Regions from separate parts of the Triticum aestivum genome. Here region 2 is linked to region 1. A link is a contact called in public Hi-C data. All regions are on one chromosome and are shown on one strand. Each heading gives the region's core, a stretch centred on a gene start, on an enhancer-like site or on the middle of the called end of the contact. The rest is flanking DNA. Distances are from core to core; before and after follow the strand shown. Region 1 holds the start of LOC123138292 (endoglucanase 7). Region 2 holds the start of LOC123138293 (probable histidine kinase 6).

Region 1 (7,052 bases), core at 2,740-5,239:
GGGTGTGGATGGATCCTATCAAAGGGCTGCCCCCCTTTAGGGAGCAATTCCCACAACTCTTCTCTATTTGCACTGCTCCTGAATGCACGGTGAGTAGGGTGCGGCTAGTGGATACTAACACTTTCTTCAGACGGGGGCTTAGTGCCGAACTGTCTAAGCAATGGAAGACGATCCAAGCTACGGTGGATGGCCTTACGCTAACCGCTACTAGCGATTGGGTGTCCTGGGGGCTCAACCAAAACGGTAAGTTCTCGACTAAGTCGGTCTACAAGTGGCTGGAGAGATCGATTAGCGGATGCCACTATAGATGGATCTGGAGAGCCAAACTTCCCCTTAAAATAAAAATCTTCCTCTGGCAGATGTCGCAAGATGCTGTGCTGACTAGACAGGTTATGCGTGGTAGGAGATGGCCTGGTAATCCTTGTTGTTCCTTTTGTAACGAGATTGAGAGTTCGAGACATTTGTTTTTTACCTGCCCTGTGGCGAAATGTCTGTGGAGATCCGTTGGGATTGTGCTGGGTACTGATAGATGCCCCAGTAATTACTGGCAGTACTATGCGAGGTGCCATGCTTTTCTTCCTGGGGGAGAGAAATTTTATACGGTGGGCCTGGCAGCTGCCTGCTGGGCTATCTGGCTGGCCCGAAATCGAGCCACCTTTGAGAAGAAAATGATCAAAACTCCTTTTGAGATAGTCTTTTCCATGTGCTCTTTCTTGCTCTATTGGACAGGTCTGCAGCACGGAGAGGATGCTAAGAGGCTACGCACAGGCGCGGAGCAGATCAGGGCAGGGACCATGCAGATGATGAAGCTGTGCGAGGCGGCCAGGCAGCCGATCACCGGAGAGTGACCTTCTGGGCGATCCACTCCGAAGTCTGAAGCCTGCTGCACCTCGTTGCTTCGAGTAGCATGATATTTTGGTCTGGTAGTGTCAATTTGGTCCCCAGCAGATCGGTTTTGTAATAACTAGTCAGACTTTATGAATATTGGTGCTGCTCAGGTTTTCGCCCCATAGCACTCGTCACGATGTCGGGCGAGTGTGGTGGGTTTCCTGGTAGTGCTTGAACTCGCTTTTCCCCTTTCCCTTCTTTCTGAACATGTTTCTGGGACTGATGTATTTCCGTTCTATGCAATGGAAAGGGGTCGAAAAGCCCGGTTAAAAAAAACATTTAGATGACTCATCATTGTATCTAGATACAAATGGTTCATGAAAATCACTACCGAGTTGTGAGCTGTGGAAAAATCAAATCAAACCCTTCTTTTCACAATCAGAAAAAAAAAGTTACTTTAGCTCTCTTTTTTTATGCAGGCCACAAATCAACAAGAGAAACCAAAAGACATTGATCAGATTTTTTGTCGAAATGTATAAATAAATATTTTGGCAAAAATAAATATAAAAATAAATGAGCATGGTCACGATTAAGATAAGCAAACAAGTGTATGGTTGGTGAAGCAGTGCGACAAAATTCCTGATCAATGTCATCGTATTTATATGTGCGTTCACGATAAAGAAAACATTAATCACAAACCATGAAAGAAACTATAGTGTCCCTGCATACCTGAGGAGGACCTAACCAACAGGTTTCTGATATGTAATTATGCAAGTACTTGTCCAACAAATCGTTGAAATATATAAATAAATATTGTCACAAAAAGAAATACATAAATAAATAAACCTGGTTACGATTAAGATAGGCAAACTATGGTCTGGTGAAGCGGTGCGACTAAATTTCCCATCAACGTCATCATACCTTTATATGTGTGTGTTCATGATTTCAAAGAAAACATATATAAATCATAAACCATGAAAGAAACTATACTGCCCTTGCATACGTGAGGTGGACCTTGCTTGTGTAGTTGCGTACACCTGGCTAGTGGCATCGCACTGGAATTTGAAAACGACGAAGGAAAAAGGGTACCCTCTCAAAAAGGATTTCGGAAGCAAGAAAGTCTTTATCACCCCAACAAGAGGTAGGTCATTGGTTCAATCAACCTCCGTCACTGGATCTTAGTCTAGAAAGAAAAATATATGAGAACTACTACTAGCTAGCAAATTGAAAAAAAGTAATCTCAAGGGCACGAAAAATCCGTGGCACAAATACATATCAACGTCATCATCGGCCACCAAAAGGCAGCCATTAATTAGTGATCTAACCACGTACAAAAGGAGGGCGATGAGGTGGTGTTAGCTTAGTAGCCTCCTTCAATTTTCCCGCCTTTGCTTGACAGAACAGTTTACGGAGGGAGTAGGACTTCCCAACCGCACGAGAAAATTGGACAAACCAGACGTCTGGTTGAGCTACGAGGAGAAGAAGAAGCACCTAGAAAACGGAACCGGTTGAGCTAGCTAGTAGAGAGGAAACTAGTGACCATAGCATCTCACACACACATACATTAAGCACATCGTAATCGATACATACGTCTAGATCTTTAATTTTCTTCGACGAGCAATAGAAAACGACGAAGACTTATTAGACGAGTGCGTGCGGTGCCAGAGCACGGTCAAAATGCGGTGGTTCAGTTGGCCCTCTCCGAGGAACAATGGTTGACTACGCCACATGGGAGAGACGGAGAGAGCTACCGGAGAAGTTTCCAAGGGATCGGGTACTAGTCTAGCAGTAGTTTACGGTTTGGCAAAGCACATATCGTTGTATAAACCGTGCATCTATCCATGAACCTGCCTACCAGTACCAGATAGATGTACCCATGCATGTATCTAGGGTCTAGGCTGGCAATAGGATTGCGCAGCCGGTGGAAGAAAAGGGAGGCATCAAATCGTTGCCGCCGGGGAGTCCCTGTCCGGCCACGGGGAAACGAATCGCTATTTTCACTTTCACCACGGGGAAAAGGGGGTCACCTTTCGCTTTCACGTACACGCACGAGAGCAGATGGGGAAAGGACGTATGCCTGTAGAAGAAGCTAGCCCTGTATACTTGCATGTACATATATTCGTTTTGCAGAATATATGGTGCAGCTTAATCAGCTCGTACTATACAGTTTGTTGATCATTGATAGTAGTACCTGGCTAGCCCAACCTAATAATCATCTTGCTAGAATTAGCAATCGATCTAGTGGTGGATGCATGTAGTGCTGTATTATCATCGCGAAACATGGTGCAACCGTCAGCTGACTACACGATTGACCAACCGATCGTGGAGAAACATGCTCGCCCCCGACAAAACATGCCCTGCCCCGGCGCCCGGCCGGAACAATAATCTCACGGCACACACAAAGCTTATAATTTGCCTATAGTTAAACGTACTTCAGCCAACCACTTATAACTACCGAGTATGTTTTTCCACGGGAGGTAGCGAGAGAGAGAGAGAAAAATACGAGTCTTTTTAGAGCATGGTTAATAGTATAGCCAGCTGCTGGCTATAAGCCAGTGTCATGTCATATACAGCTTATCTTATAGCCAACATGTACAATAATAGATTAAAAGATTGTACTATTTTTTTATTATGTGACCCATCTTTCATTCTCACAAAGTGCCTAAGAGCACGTGCTAGAGCTGACTCTTCACGAAGAGCCCGCTTACCTTCTCTTTCCTCCAACTAAGCAGAAATATACTAGTTTATTTTTTATAGCCCGCCGACTCGGCTCTATTGTACTTGCTCTTACCAGACCGGCCGCCTGACCTAGATAGCTTGCCTGCTAAGATTTCACGGCGAAATGAAAGCCTGTTACAGGCCACCGGCCGGCCAGTCGATCGACCGGCGACTTGGCCCGAAGGAACTACGCCGGTCGCACGCGTGTTTCGGCCATGTGTTGGTACCTGGCGGTACGTGCCCGGCTGGCCCCAACCGACTCACGTGTACGCGCGCTCTGAAAAGCCCCGGCCGCGCTACACGTATACGCGCGTCCCGGTCAAAATCTGCTCCGCTTGCGTGCGTCGTCGCTAACCCAAAACCCAACCCAACCATCTGTTTCAATCTCCCCTGCCTCACCAAACAAACGATACAAAACCCGAACGAGTCCACCCCCTCCAACTCCAAAACGCAGCTTCGCTCCCTCATATTTGCATCGTTTCTTTCCTGCCTGCCTGCTCCTCTCCTGCTATCTACTCCTATCTCTAGAGTTTTATATTCCCCCGGCGCGGCCCGGCCGCCGAACCGGTTCAACGCGGTGCGCGTGCGTGTGCTGGACCCGGACGCCGGCCGCGAATATAAGCGCGCCAGGCCACGGCCTCAGGTCGGAGGACACTGCCCCGCCCTGCTCGCCACACAGCACACAACGCACAACGGCGGGAGAGAGATAACACAAACACCTACGCTCGCACACAGGCAAAGCTAGCAGAGCCGGCAGAGGGCGGCGCAGCGGTGATCACAGGGCGCGCCCGGGGCACGCACAAGCGAGGAAGGCACACCAACAATCCGAGGAGCACCTTCTTGCGCAATGAGATCAGGGGGCGCCACCGCCGTAATCTTGTCTCGCCGTCTCGGGGCCGTGTCGCTGCTGGTGCTGCTTCTGATCGCGGCGGCGGCGGAGGGGAGCAAGAGCGGGAGCGGCGACGGCAAGGCGCACAACTACGAGGAGGCGCTGCGGAAGAGCCTGCTCTACTTCGAGGCGCAGCGGTCGGGGCGGCTGCCGCACGGGCAGCGGGTACCGTGGCGCGACCACTCGGGCCTCACCGACGGCCTGGAGCAGGGGGTGGACCTGGTGGGCGGCTACTACGACGCCGGCGACCACGTCAAGTTCGGCCTGCCCATGGCCTTCACCGTCACCATGCTGTCATGGAGCATGATCGAGTACGGCGACGACGTCGCGGCGGCCGGCGAGCTCGCGCACGCGCTCGAGGCCATCAAGTGGGGCACCGACTACTTCATCAAGGCGCACACACAGCCCGACGAGCTATGGGCCGAGGTACGTAGCACTCCACGAGCCGACCGACGACGGCGATCATGCGTCACCTCCATCCATCCCCTAGCTATAGCTAGCTCATACTCCCTCCGTCCGAAAATACTTGTCATCAAAATGGACACAAAAGGATGTATCTAGAACTATAGTTCTAGATACATCCTAGTTCTAGATACATCCTTTTGTGTTCATTTTGATGACAAGTATTTTCGGACGGAGGGAGTAGCTGTGTTCAGATACGATCGATCATGACATGCATGAGATGAGACCGACCGGCTCCAAGCTAGCTGTTGCGCAAGCAAGCCAGTGATCGTTCCAAGAAAGAAAGAGAGAGACCAATTCAATTCAATTATGCACACCTAGCTACCTTGTTGCACTTTGATCAATTATACGTACATCTTTTCTTTAGAAATATCGATTATATGTGGTATTTTCTGGTTAGGGGAGAAAAGAAAAAGGTTCTTTCTGGTGAATAACAACAAGCGTGTTAGGTAGGCGGCCAGTTTGATTTGATGAACGTACGTACCAACGAACGGCAGCACTAAACTATTTTCTTCCATCCACACATGGCGTGCATATGTTTCAAAGCTTCGTCGGTCGTCGTCCATGATGCACCAGAGCCGTCGGATTAATCTCCTAGCTTTTTCTTGAACAGGTGGGAGACGGCGACACGGACCACTACTGCTGGCAGCGGCCGGAGGACATGACGACGTCGCGGCAGGCGTACAAGGTCGACCGCGACCACCCCGGCTCCGACGTCGCCGGCGAGACGGCGGCCGCCATGGCCGCCGCCTCCATGGTCTTCCGCAAGTCGAACCCGCACTACGCCCACCTCCTCCTGCACCACGCCCAGCAGGTACACACTCTAGATACAGACAGCGTACACGTTGACGTAGTGCATGCGAGGTCTGGCGTGGAAAAATGCAAGAAAAATATCGGTGCAAGTTTGGAGCACAGCGTAGTACCAGTCTGTCTGCGTACCGGATTTTGGAACATAGCGTACGAGTGTTGGTGGCGTTGGTCAAGGGGCGCCGGTCTTTTCATGGGTGGTGTGAGGTGTGTTCTTTTCTTGTGCCCTGTGCCGCACATGCCAAGTTGCCAACAGCTCGACGCCATCGACGTCGATCGATCGGGCGGGAAAATGGAGATTTTTCTCTTCTGTCGGCTCGGCTCGTTTCGTAGGGGCTGTCTGGCTGCCGTGTGGGGCCGGCGTGCAACCTCTATCTGGTGGACGGGGAACTTTCCATTTGCTGCCTCCGGGCATGATTAGGTGGCCAGTTCAATCCCATGTTGAACCAGCGGCTTAACTGGGAAATTATTAGGAAGCGGTCGGTCGTCGTGTCATCATGTGCTAATTGAACCGGTCCGTATTCACACTCACTGGCCTCGCTACCTACCTGCTGCTTTTCAAGTGTCAACTATAAAAATGCATCAATGAATGATAGATACATATGCAACCTTAATTATTCTTAGGGCTTTTTATTTTTTTATTTTTAAACTGATGATAGTGTATGCAATCTTACTGGTTGTTGGGTGTTCGTACGTGCACGTTGGCTGATGTTTGCTTTCGCTTTTGCGAACGTGCGTGCAGCTGTTCGAGTTCGCGGACGGGTACAGGGGCCAGTACGACAGCAGCATCGCGGAGGTGAAGAGCTACTACGCGTCGGTGAGCGGGTACAAGGACGAGCTGCTGTGGGCCGCCCTCTGGCTCCACCGCGCCACCGGCAAGGCCGCCTACCTCGACTACGTCGTCCACAACGCCCACGACTTCGGCGGCACCGGCTGGGCCATCACCGAGTTCAGCTGGGACGTCAAGTACGCCGGTGTCCAGATCCTCGCCGCAAGAGTAAGCCAGCATCTACTACGCACTATGGTTGGCACTGGCAGACAGTAGTCATCAGGTGAACGATCACTGACGAAAATGGCTCTCTTATTAATTTCAGCTGCTTCTGAGGGGAGAGCACACGGCGGAGCAGAAGAGGACGCTGGAGCGGTACCAGGCCAAGGCGGAGCACTACGTGTGCGCGTGCCTGGGCCGGAACGCGGCCGGCGGCGAGGACGCCAACGTGGAGCGGAGCCCGGGCGGGATGCTCTACATCCGGCAGTGGAACAACATGCAGTACGTGACCAACGCGGCGTTCCTGCTGTCCACCTACGCCGACTACCTGGCCGAGGCCGGCGTGGAGACGGTGACCTG
Region 2 (7,024 bases), core at 3,077-5,576, 210 kb before region 1:
GGAGGAAGGGAGAAGGCAGAAGGTGGAGAGGTTACCAGGTCGGGGCAACCAGAAGTCGGCGGCGTATAGCTACCACTTCGAAAGATGACGCGACAGGGAACGTCGGGTTGGAACGGAGGAGACTGGGGCGAGGGAAGGTCGGGATGGGACTGGGGAGACGGGGGCAAAGCCGATGTGGAGAAGATGGGGGAGATGCCAGGATGGGGCTGTGGAAGTCTAGCACGGGGCACGACTAGACGGGACGAGCCGCTGTAGTGGCAAGGGGGTAAGGCGAACACTAGGCACCCTTGTCCACCTGATGGCAGCGTGAATGGAGGCAGAGAAGAACCATACGAGGCTACAAGCATTCTGTTGGGGATAAAAAACGAACATGTAAGCTCGTTGTTTCTCTAGCGGTTTTCCCTCTCGACCGGGGCACAAAATTTTGGGGGCCTGGCGGTCGCACCGCTCACACATGTCCCTCGACGGGCCTGATAACAATGTTTCCTTGGTTTCAACAATGGTTCAAAGCACTAGAGGCATCGAGCTTCACTCACAACGACGCACCATGAGTGAGGAGGTAGAAAATGTCCTTGTAAAGATTTGTTGAGTTCAATATATTCACTTTGATTCTTAAGATATTGTATATTGATATTGTTGGTGCTCATTCCATGTAGAAATTTTGGAAACCTATGACATTGATCAACTAAATCATTGTTGACTGGGGATTTTGACCCTAGGCATCCAAATTTGGAGCTGGTCATCAAGATACCTAGACCCAGTGATTATGTATGCTTGTGTGTTTTCTCTATACTATTGTTAGTAGAGGTTGTCTACTCGGAAAATCCATCTCTGCACTCGAGCTCATCTGCACCCGCTTTGACAAAAAAAATTCAAAACAAATACTAGAAAAAATAAAAAAAATCCAAAAAAGTTGGCCGTAGAAAATTTGATGCGCGAACCCCGCTCCAAATTTTAAGTCATTTGGACACCTGAGCAGCTCTCAGCAAAAAAGACAAATTGAGGGTTTGTAAAAAAGTTTAGTGTTCATGTATTGTTTTGGCCCGATTTGTCTTTTTCGCTGAGAGCTGCTCAGATGCCAAAATTACTTGCAATTTTGAGCGGGCCTCACACGTCAAATTTTCTACCATAGATTTTTTTTTTGGATTTTTTGAATTTTTTTGATATTCTTACGATTTTTTTCTAACCGGGTGCAGATGAGCCTGGGCACCGAAAAGCCCCACAAGCTTGCACTCCAAAATCTCAATCACCCTCTTTGGGAGGGCATCGCGTTGTACTTTGTGTTTTATATAAGGTTTTTTTGTTTGGCTTATAATGTGGCATATATATATATATACCCGGCCTCTGCACAATTAAAATGCACACGATCAATATCAATAACCACGCAAAAGATCATGATGGCTGCAAGTGCATATAGTGCCTCCTTTGTGGTTTTGGGGTATTGCTGACAAAATTGGTTAAGAGACTAATGTGTTTGTGACTATACATGTGTTTGTGACTATACATTGGTTAAGAGTCCAATTGATGCAAAGACAATATTTCGAAGTGTGCTCAATCGAAGCCTATTTCTTCAAGTGAAAACTTTGGAATTGTCTTCGAGTGAGTGCCCTTTTCTTCGGTGTCTGAGACGACAGTGTTTGGGACGCTTTAGTCAAAGTCCTCTCTTAAGAGTTAGAAAACCAGCAGTTTGGTACTTCCACTGTGAGGAATTTGAGAGTTCAAATTTTCGACCGTTGCCTCGTTGGCGATAGCTGGTTGGCAAGCCTGTCCCGTCCAACGTCATAACGGACCTCGAGTTGCAACCCCCGGCTGAGCCAGCCCTCTCCACCGCATTTGAGTCGATCCTAGTGAGGAAAGACATCGTACCTAATATCCAAAGTGATTGAGTGTCACTAAGAATATGTTCGAATGAACCGGAGACTTGTTACTCTTGAAGACACTGATCTTTCAGACGGTTAGGTTAGGCATTAGATCAGAGCATCCAACAGCCATTGTGAATTGCCGAAGAACGAGTACATGAAGGTTCAGAGATATAGATTAAAGATCTACCACAAGTGATTATGCGAGGTCTAAGTGATCTTAGCTCAAGGAGAATATGGTGGTGACTTGGTCTTCTAAGTTAATTCTCAACCTCTCCAACCAGACTTAGAGTTATCACAACAACTCGAATCGGTGCAACAAATCGATTTTCTTCACCGAGTCTCTCGTTTCATATTCTTTATTTTTGTTTATTTTGTGTAACTTGCATTTTCTGAAGAATTAAAACCCTCTCCTCTCTGAAGACTTTTTCTGATGACTTTGATATTCCACTGCACTTAGCTATGCTCCACTTTATTTTCAGTGTCGTTAGTCCGAAGTGTATTTGTCTTTGTGTTATACTAGATCACTTTGTATTGTTACCTACCTTGCATGCTATCTTCTGTTCCAATAACTCTGGCCTGGCCTGGTTCTAAATGCATGATTATTGTAGTTTTTTTTCTTTCAATCTGCATTTCTTCTGTGGGCGATCCAAAAGTGGACACATATGATGCAAGCACGCACGATCTGAAAGTGAACACAACCATACAAATTCGAAACCATGCACACACCAGGCAAGCAACCGGGATGTCAAGAGTCATTCGCAGAGGGAACTTCCGCTGGTACACACTGGTCGTAGATCAAACTGGCAAGAGGAGACAATACTGTCAAAATCTCACATTCAAGACACCGCACGATCCGATGTGCACGTGTATGCTGTTGGTGAATCTAGGCATAGTCACCACCCTAAATAATACAACACAAACCTTTAGTACAACGTCAAGATTGCAATTAGCCGCCACTATCTCCGTCGAACTTGACCCAGCCAACATCATCGACACTATCACGCTGTACTTTTTGTTTTGTAAAGGGAGTGTTTCTATTGGCTTCTTTTGTGTGGTTTTTTTTTATGAAGAAGGCGTTTCTATTGACTTATAAGATAGCAGCCAGGAAAAGCAAACACCAATACATGATCGTAGCTATGATTATGCGAACTAAAAAAAAGCAACGATGATCCATACCGAGAAGTTGTTGAGCCACCGAAAAATAATACAAGCTCGCACAATCCAAACATGGACTCAACCACGTAGACTAAAAACCATGGTTACACTACTGAAACAATCCAATTTCCAAGAGTCATACGCGGAGCCTAGAACATCTGTCGGCATATGAATTATGTTAGTTGCAGATCAAACTGGCGAGAAGAGACAATACCGCCAAAATCTCACATTGAAGGCACCCGATGGTCCCACATCTCCGCCCCGCAAGTGTATGTTGGTGATGAATCTAGACATACCCCTCCCCCCCTAAAAAAAGCATTACAACACGATTCTTCACTTCACCGCCATGGTTGCAATCAGTTGCCACTACTTTGCGTCCCGCTTCACCTGACCATCCGCACCGCTGACCAACATCATCGTAACTCGGCAACACAAAAGAAATCAGCAAAAACGCCACCAGTCATCATTATTGTCTAAAAAGGCCTAACTTCAAAACGATGCCTCCAATGGGGAATACGAGCTGAGCGCCGCTATCATTCGATCCAGGCAAATCCAGGCCTAGGGTTTCCCTCAAAGCATTTTGGGAGCGGAGTCAAGGATTGCATGTCAACGCCTTCAACAAGTGAGCGACGCCCTTGACTTTTGCCAGCACTCCTTGCCCCCCCCCCCCCACCATCGAAACACCAAGACAACTGCTCGTCGCCCAAGGGGTCCGCCACGATCAACGCCCCGCCGTGACATGTGATGTAGGAGGATGGTCGTCGCACTTGAGGCTGGAGGTCGTAGTGGGGATGCTCTATTGTCTGAATTGTTGTGCCGGATGAAGATGTGGACGCCTGGAGCCGACCGCCCTTGCCGCAGCCCAAAGCCACCGCCAGGTGATCTACCGCTCAACGACGAAGACAGAGGTGGAGCCCCGCCGCCATCCTTGGCCTCCGCACGAGCTTCGCCCGACGCTGGCCTCTGATGGCGATGAGGCGGGAGGGGGCAGATGGCTGCGAAGGTGGCGGCGACACGCTGTACATTTCATTGGACGGATATAATTCCCCGTGTTTGAACATTTTGACGTCCAATCATGTATGAAAACCCGCACACATCATGACACGACGCCATCGTCTTCTCGCGAGGCGACCGGCCTGATCGCGCCACCCATCGCTGTAGTGAGACAACTTTAGCTTGCGTGTCGATGGAGGAAGGAAACCAAACCAGACCAAACCAAACCACGCTGTCTTCAGCCGGCGGAGCCCAGGAGGGCGACGAGGTGAACAAGGGAACAAAAAGGAGAGCCATCCGAGACCGATGTAGGGGGCCGGCCGTTCATTTCGCTTTGCTTCTGCAGTTCTGCTTCTGGCCGTGTCCGTGTGTGTGTGTGGATCAGACGGGGACGGACCACGGGTGGGTTCGGCCGCCCCGCACTCCGCCCCCGCGCCCCGCGCTCGTCCGCGCGCTGGCCTGGCACCCCCTACTGGCTGGCTCTACCTCGCTCGCTAGCAGCCGCAGCCGCAGCCGCAGCCACCCCACCCGGCTTCTTCCTCTCCCTCCCTCCCTCTCGTCTGGCCTGCCTGGTTGGTTCCCTCCTCCCTCGCCACGGTCGCCGTCGCGGGATCGCCACCACCGAGCCCCCACTGCCCATCACCCGTAGCTCTCTCCAGCCTACAGCAGATCAGCAGCAGGAGTAGGCCGCAGCGGCAGCGCCTGCCCAGCTCCGCCGCTGCTGCCGCCGCGCGGCCGTCGATCTCCGCCAGCCTTTCGCCCTCCCAATTCCACCCACCCACCAAAAAGAGCCCCTACACGCCGCCGCCCGAGGCTAGCTAGCTCGCTCGCTCGCCCGCGCTTCGTGAGCCGCTCCAGCATCGCAGGAGGCCGGGCCTGTGGCTGCGAGGCGAGCGCCGCTCAATTGGCTTGCCGGGGGACGCCACGCCACGCGGCGGGCCTTTGTCCAGAATATTTCCGGCACAGAAAAAGCTAGTAGAGCTAGCGAGCGAGCCTGGTGCGATTCCTCCCCAATTTTTAATTGGCTTCGGCAGCCGCGCCAGCCAACGGCGAGCCCGCCCGCCCACCCGCCAGCCGGAGGTAGGGGAGGAGCACTGGAGTAAAGAGGCGCTGCCGCTGCGGATTTTATTAATGCGGTTTAGCGAGCGGGCGGGCTAGCTAATTATTTTAGCGCCGCTGTCTCGGCTGGGAACTCGCGAAAGCTCGGCTCTTTTGAGGCCGCCCCTGCCCCCGCTCGCCGCCTCCTCCGCCCAACCCCTCCGCGCCGCGCTCCCGCTCTCTCGCTTGTTTTTCTTCTGGGTACCAGTGCGCGCCTGCTTTCGCTGGGGCCGGGGCCGGCGGTCGTCGCGCATTCCCACAAGCATATGGTGCGCATTGTGCGGGATGGGGAGTAGTAGTAAATTGGGGGAAGCCATGGAGGAGAAGGGGGGCAGGGTGGGGATGGGCAAGTACGCGGCCAGGAGGGGCTGGAGGCGCCTGGCGGCGGTGGCCTGGCTGGTGGCGGCGGTCGCCTGCTCGGCCGCCGTGCACTGGCAGCTGCGCCGGGAGACCATGGAGCGCGCCGAGGAGCGGCTCGTCAGCATGTGCGAGGAGCGGGCCAGGATGCTGCAGGAGCAGTTCGGGGTCACCGTCAACCACGTCCACGCGCTCGCCATCCTCATTTCCACCTTCCACTTCGAGAAGAACCCCTCCGCCCTCGACCAGGTGAGCAAACAACACAAACGAGCTGCCGATTTGTTTCTTCCTCTTCCTCCTCGATTGATGTATCCGTTCATTCGTTCATTCCCATGTCGCCGCGTGCTTCCAATCCCGCGGCAATGGCGGGCTCCAGAAATCCTAAACAAGTATAGTACTAGCAAAACATGGTTGTTGCATCTCTTTAAAAAAAGGATATTTCCTCGTGGTGGCTCGATGCTTACAGAGTTGCAGGCTAGTCGTTTAGCGGCACATTATTGTTTTAGTCGGTTCGTTGTGGGCCTCTTGATCTTTGAATATGTGGCATTCTTGCAGCTGTTGTGTTTTTTTCTATGCTCCAAACCTCCAAGACACAGAGTCAGAGACGTCTCTGAACTACTAGGCCGGTAGAAGAAGAACATTGCTCTGTTTGTTTTTGGAGTGGTTAATGGTTGGGTTTGGCCAATGCTTGACCGACTCCATTTGTTTATGCTCACAATCGTAGCAATGCAGTGCTGGCTGCGGTTGTCCAGTGATGGGTTCTTGATCCTACTTTTTTCTCCTAAAATATTCCCTAAAGGTGTCCTCTTTTGGGAATTCCGAGCCCGCTGCTTTTGTTGATTAAGTGGTAGCTTTAGACTTTTAGGAGTACCTTGGCAAGGCAATATGGTATTTGAAGGCACATTCTGGTTGTTGCAACAAGCAACAATGAGTAATGCCCTAATTTGGTTGGTGGCCCTAGTTGCTATCTTTTTTTTTTTGGATACTGACCTAGTTGGGTGAGTCTCTTGCTATAATAAAAAAATCACATGGATTAGGTGCAGTTTAAACTTGATCTTTTCTTACTTTCTTGGATGCTCTTGGTTATTCAATCTTAAATCTGTCAATTCGCTGCTGGTGTGCTTTACCCTACATTTTGCTGAAACTTTTGCTGCAGGATACTTTTGCAAAGTACACGGCAAGGACATCATTCGAGCGTCCGCTGCTAAATGGGGTGGCTTACGCACAGCGCCTCTTTCCTCATGAGAAGGAAACGTTTGAAAGACAGCATGGATGGATTATGAGGACTATGAATCGAGAGGCTGCACCTCTCCAAGATGAGTACGCCCCGGTGATTTTCTCCCAGGATACGGTCTCCTACCTTGCGCGCATGGACATGATGTCTGGGGAGGTGTGATTTCTTACTGCATGATGGTTTCTTCTGTCCGTTGATTCTTAGTTCATTGAGGGCAGGGGACACGTTGTGTTGCAAGTCTTAAGTTTGGTTCAGTGTAAATAATCCGTTTGTTTCGCATGTAGGAGGACCGAGAAAACATCTTGCGTGCGAGGGAAACTGGCAA

What was found. Hi-C and Micro-C count contacts between places; a contact is called where the count stands out from the background.
Region 2: a contact with region 1 is called in a Hi-C map of leaf, with 4 times the contacts expected there. The contact joins the promoter of LOC123138293 here to the promoter of LOC123138292 in region 1. A contact is called at or near these places in 4 of 5 Hi-C or Micro-C datasets (leaf and an unstated tissue).

Annotation. Positions count from the first base shown.
Region 1 is chr6B:611,555,305-611,562,356 of IWGSC CS RefSeq v2.1, reverse strand. LOC123138292 (endoglucanase 7) reads left to right here and starts at 3,989. Exons shown (of 4, transcript XM_044558241.1): 1 at 3,989-4,861; 2 at 5,511-5,711; 3 at 6,447-6,701; 4 at 6,799-7,052. The coding sequence starts at 4,394.
Region 2 is chr6B:611,769,741-611,776,764 of IWGSC CS RefSeq v2.1, reverse strand. It overlaps LOC123138293 (probable histidine kinase 6), which reads left to right and starts at 4,326. Exons shown (of 11, transcript XM_044558242.1): 1 at 4,326-5,714; 2 at 6,622-6,855; 3 at 6,984-7,024. The coding sequence starts at 5,394.